2 separate regions of the Mus musculus genome follow, and region 1 is linked to region 2. The links are chromatin contacts, called in public Micro-C maps. All regions are on one chromosome and are shown on one strand. Each heading gives the region's core, a stretch centred on a gene start, on an enhancer-like site or on the middle of the called end of the contact. The rest is flanking DNA. Distances are from core to core; before and after follow the strand shown. Region 1 holds the start of Fst (follistatin). Region 2 holds the start of Mcidas (multiciliate differentiation and DNA synthesis associated cell cycle protein).

Evidence for each region. Hi-C and Micro-C count contacts between places; a contact is called where the count stands out from the background.
Region 1: a Micro-C map of embryonic stem cells shows a contact between it and region 2, with 8 times the contacts expected there. The contact joins the promoter of Fst here to the promoter of Mcidas in region 2. A contact is called at or near these places in 1 of 39 promoter capture datasets (cranial neural crest), 4 of 484 Hi-C or Micro-C datasets (all in embryonic stem cells) and 2 of 115 datasets of contacts at active chromatin or transcription factors (astrocytes and embryonic stem cells).

The regions. Positions count from the first base shown.
Region 1 is chr13:114,457,526-114,460,225 of GRCm38.p6, forward strand. It overlaps Fst (follistatin), which reads right to left and starts at 1,426. Exons shown (of 6, transcript NM_001301373.1): 1 at 977-1,426. The coding sequence starts at 1,061. The region is part of intron 1 of Gm41074 (a long non-coding RNA gene); the gene reads left to right.
Region 2 is chr13:112,992,504-112,995,203 of GRCm38.p6, forward strand. Mcidas (multiciliate differentiation and DNA synthesis associated cell cycle protein) reads left to right here and starts at 1,365. Exons shown (of 7, transcript NM_001037914.3): 1 at 1,365-1,485; 2 at 1,585-1,681; 3 at 1,854-1,945. The coding sequence starts at 1,369.

The DNA.
Region 1 (2,700 bases), core at 176-2,675, 1.5 Mb after region 2:
AGAACCCGGAGGCGTCTACCGGGTCACACATACCTACCTTATGTCTCCCAAGAACCTCTTTACAAATAGTTTCTTTCTCTGTCCCTATTTAATGTGTTCGGACTTTGGGCAAGCAGACGTCTCATGAATCACCAAAGTGACTCGAGAGTAATTGTCGTGAAGCTGCGGGGTTACCACTATTTTTAAAAAAGAAATCCAGCCTGGAGACTAATTGTAATAAAATCAATTCATTTTTAATTTTAGAAGATAAACTTCAGAAATTTGCTCTTTAATCCAGGTCGGAGTCTAAATAGCTTGTGGGCTGCTTGGTTCACAGAAGTTAACAGGAATGAGGCAAAGTGGAGAAAACTGTAAAGTACTTAAAACACTTCGGGCTAATAATTTGGTTTGTCTTTCTTCTTTTTCGCGGGGCTTGGGGGAAAGAGGCAGAAGGAGCATCCGCTAAGCGTAAAACTACCTCCCTCTAAAAATTTCAGTACCCACATTTCCAAGTTTGGGCAAAGTTTCTGAAACCACGTCCCCCGGCCACCCAAGAAAATTCGGTATCTCCCATCCCCCACCCCGTCATTTTTTTTTTAAAGAGTCTCCAAAAGATATGGAAGGAAGATGGATAGATTGCTAGTAGGTCGACTGTAATCTCCAGGCTACGGATGCTCGCCCTTCTCCCGAGCCAGCCAGGGGAGATAACATCTAAAGTCATTAGGACCAGAACTTGGAGCATCTACCCCTAACTACTGAGGCTCCAGCTCCTCCACTCAAGCCCTTTCCTTTTTGAGGGTAACCTGGCTCTAAACTCCGCTCTCTATCCTAAAGTGTCACTGCCTTCAGTCTTTCCCTCCCGTTCCGTTCTACAGGAGTAGCCGGGTGGTTCCAACATCTTCCGAGAGCAGCGTAGGTCAGAACAGACCAAGTGGAGACAGCAGAAAAGTAGAACCCCTGCCCCAGCCGAGCCTCTGGGCGCATCCCTTCCACTCACCCTGGGCGCTGCGGTCCTCCATGAACTGGCAGAGTAGCAGCAGCAGGAGGCAGAGCCCGCCGGGCTGGTGCCTGGCGCAGACCATCCTGGGGCAGGCGCGGGGCGAGGAGCGCGGCGGCGGGTGGCTCGGGCGAGCGGCGCGCGTCGCAGAGGCGAGCGGCGGAGGGCGCAGCGATCCCGGCGCAGCCCCGCGCTCGCCACCGGCCGCCCGCGCGATTCAATGGACGTCAGAAGCCGGGCGCAGCCGCGCTTTAAATCTAGACGGGGGTCTCCGAGGTTTGCGGTGGGCGGTCTCCCAGTGTGTGGGGCTGTGGGAGGGCGGCCGCGACCGAGGGTGTGCCGGCTCTTTGGGGGTGGGGAGCTTTTAAAAGTTCAGTGTGAATCAGGTGACATTTCCCACCTTCTGGAAACCCTTCCCAATTATCTGTCGGAGGTGCCCGAAATCAAAGCGGCAGGAGGGGAATCGCCGAGTTCTTATTTGCGTAGGAGCGGGAGGGGAGGGGGGAAGGAGGCAGGGGCGGGGGCTGGGGGCGACGCGTCGGGGGTGGGGAGGAACATCCACTTCAGTCCTGCACGCCGCCGCTCGGAGCCGGCGCGCCCGGGGTGGCGTGCGAGTGTGTGTGTGCGCGCGTGTGTGCGTGTGCGCGTGTGAGTGAGGGCGCTGGAGGAGGCGGCCGGCGGAGCGCGGGGACCCCGGAGGACCCCGGGAATGGGTCCCCAGCACCTCTGCTCCAGGGCTCCGGGATGAGACTTCTGCAACCCGCCGCAGGATCCCTGAGCTGCTTCAATGCCCGGGGGAGCAGTTTCAGGAGCCTCCCTGCAGAGCCTTGGCGCGGGGTCCCGGAGACGTTTTGTGTCCCGAGGTCTCTTACGTGTCTTACTTTGCGGCCACCCTGCCAGCTCCCCCGCCTCCCACTCCCTCCCGCGCCCCCTCCCCCCCCAGCCTGGAGTAGGTTGCTAAGAACCCCGACCCCCGGGCACCTTCCACCCGGGCCGAGCGCTGCGGAGACGCGGCCCTCGGGCTCCACAAGTCAGAAGCAAACAAAAATGTTTAACACCTCGGAGCCGGCCGCCCCCGGCAGTCTCGCCCTCTCCCTTTCTTTTCTCCCCTTTCACTTCGTCGCGTCTGGAGTCGCAGCCCCGAGCGGGGGCGCCGACGTAGGCGGTCTGCCCCCCTCCTCCCCCGCTCCGAGACGCCCCAGTTTCTGTCCCGACTCCTCTCTCTCTCTCTCTCTCTCTCTCTTATTTAAAAAAAAGATTGCACCATGATAATGAACTTCTGCAGCCTCAGTTTATTGAGTGCAATGCCTGGCATTCTTCGCCGAAAGTTGGCGGGTCTTCTCATTTATAACATTTTCTGGCACGGCTGAATGAAACTGAGGAGGCGATATTTCCTTTTATATAAAACGATTACTTCACGGAAAAGGCTATATTGTTTATTTCAAAGCTGCCTTTTAAATTTCTATTCTTTTCGCTTCTGAAGCCCGAACGACAACAAACAGCGAACAAAACAGACAAAATTCTTGGACATTCCCAGGTCATTGGGATTTGCTCTTACGGATTTCAAATTCGCCCTTCTTCTCTAGCCCCAGCCCTAGCGCCCCCCCCCCCCGGTCCTCCTCTCATCCTCCCACCCCCATCTTCCATCACCCTCCTCCTACCCCCTCCACAACTGCAAATAACTCAGTGATAACAGATTTTTTTCCACCAACTGCAGGAGATAG
Region 2 (2,700 bases), core at 115-2,614:
TCTCTCTCTCTCTCTCTCTCTCTCTCACACACACCCCACAACCTCACAGCTCAGATGCACACCTTAACTCAGTTCTTATAAATAGGTGTCTCTAAGTCTTTTCACCCATTATCCACCACTGCTAAGAATATATTGATTCTTAATTCAGCTAATGGGTGCAAATCAAAAGGTCTTTCACATATATTACTTGATATAGGGCAAGAGCAAGGTGCCCAGCAGAAAGGTACACAAATTTCTATTTCAGATGCTTGTTTACATTGGACTGATCTGGGTGGTCCCCCAAAAGGTCCCTTCATCCAAAGATGCTCTATTCTGAGAGATGTCTTTTTCTAGTAGACTCAGATTCTGGAAGATGCTTCTTCCTGGGAGAGAATTGACTTGAAGAGATCTGTGTAGGAGGAGAGGCCAGCTGTAAAGAAGACAGCCAAATGCTGAGATAGTCAGCGAAGCCACCAGAATTTTAGGGGATTTGCAAATGTCCACAGTAGGGTTTTTCAGATACTGGAATAAATGTTCGTTCCCTCCCCTCCCCTCCCCTCCCCTCCCCTCCCCTCCCCTCCCCTCCCCTCTCCTATCCTCTCCTTTTCTTTTTTTCCTCCCTGAGACACACTTTTAGCGCAGGTTGGCCTATGAGCCAGCACGCAGCTCAAGCTAGATTCAAACTGGCTTCAGTACTCTGCTTCAGTACTGTCACTTTTCTTGATCCTTAAAAAAAGATGTGCTTAGGCACCACCATTTCCGGGAAAGTTACAAGGCTAGAGTACAGAGCAGAGCTTTGGCAGTAGGCGAGAATGAGAGATCAAATGAAATCCATACGTCAAAATCCAAAGTACTGTTCAGATTTAAGGGCAGTTTCTGTAATCTAGAGGCTGACCTGGGAGAACCCTTTATTTCCCTACTAGAACCTGATAGGCAAATTCCGGGAGTCTGGCGACGGTCACTCCACATTTATTGTATGCTTTGTCTTTAGAGTGGGAAGAAGAAAATCAAAGAATTGCTAACTTTTCTCATCCCCGCGGTCCGCAAACTGGAAGGCTAGGGACCGGTGGTGGCATCTGCGCTCTCTCTCCTATCCCCGCCCCCTTTCGCCTGGCGCGGCCAAGATGCCGCGGCGCCAAAGGGCGCTCGCGGGCCCGGGCCCCGCGCTCACAGCTCCCGGGGGAAGCCAGGTTGCCAGGTTGGTTAACGCCTCCGCCCGCGCGCAGATTGTCCCGGGCTGAAGGCGCCACCTCTGGCGCTCAGGCGCGAGCCGCCCCTCCCGCACAGCCCTTGTCCTCCAGGCCCTCCCTCTCTGCCCCTTCCACGCGCCGTCGCCCGCCTCAGGCACCGACAGGTGCCGCGGCACTGGGTGTGGGTCTTCATCCCAGGATGCAAGCGTGCGAGGGCAGCGCAGCCGGACGCCGGGCCTTCGACAGCATCTGCCCCAACAGGATGCTGGACCTGTCGCGGCGGACCCTCGGCAAGCCCGGGAAGCCGGAGAGGAAGGTGGGGATCCTCCCGCTGTGGTCCTGGCTCTGGGAGAGTCTGCCAGCCCGGCGCTCCGAACGCTGACCATGTGCATCCCCCGTTTCTGTGCCTGGCCAGTTCGTTCCTTCGTGGAAGTCCTTTTCGGGATGCGGTGGCGGCAGCCCGGTGGCGGTGTACGAGGACCCTCCGGACGCAGAGCCCGCCCCACTGCCAGGTGAGCCCCGAGGCACCTGCACAACCCGATTATCCATGCCGGGTGGGTGACGCGCACACGGTCCGCAGCCCCTTCTCCCCCTGGTTCCGAGGTCCTCACTGAGGGTCCTGGTGGCGACCTGGCAGAGGCTTAGGGTTCGCTGGGTGCCTGTCTCCCGATCTCCCCCGCGCAGCTCTCACAACCATAGACCTGCAGGACCTCGCCGACTGCACCTCGCTGCTCGGAACCGAAGCGTCTCCTAGTGGTGATTCGTCCGCGTCGCAGGTACTCTTTCCCTTGAGCGGATCACAGCCAACTATCGACCCAACCACCCAACCAGAAAACTGATGGGTTTATTTCCTCAAAGGTCTCAAGATGGACTGGGAGCACAGGTGCATTGAGCAGAGTGCAGCAAGCCAAACCTCCTAGACCCCAATTTTCCCCTCCCTTGTAGTATGTGCTTAAGTTCTCGTTTCCAGAGCCGGTCTGGCTGACATTTACTGCAGGGCCCCTTGTCATTCATATGAACAAGGCAATTTGGAGCTGGTGGGCCGAGGAGCTGTGAATAGAATAACTGTCTTGTTTGTCACCCACTTCCAGGCCCTCGGGAACCATTTGTATTTCATGGGTACTAAAGAAGTATGGAAGTCACTGGGGGAAACGGACAAAGGACTCTGTAAACAAGCTAGTGGAAAACGGTCCATCTTCAGAGATGGACGTTGGGCATCTGGCTGCTTAAAAAATCTTATTCTGCTCGCCGCAAAATTCTAGTTTCTTGCCGTCTTGAGGAAGAGAGACTCCCCCTCCCCTTCCTTCTAAATATGTCATCTTAACTCATCCAATTTCCACATCTTGCCATCGCTGACACATCCCAGTCAGAGGCACCTCTCAGCTCTGGTGCCTTAGAAGCCAAGGGCTTGATGCTTCTTTGGTGGGACATGAAGTGTCCAGAAGGACAGGTAGTCTTATCCAGGTGAAGGATAAATCCACAGGAAGAGGTACTTCCAGTTTTCTAACAACAAGTGCTGGGACCATTAAGC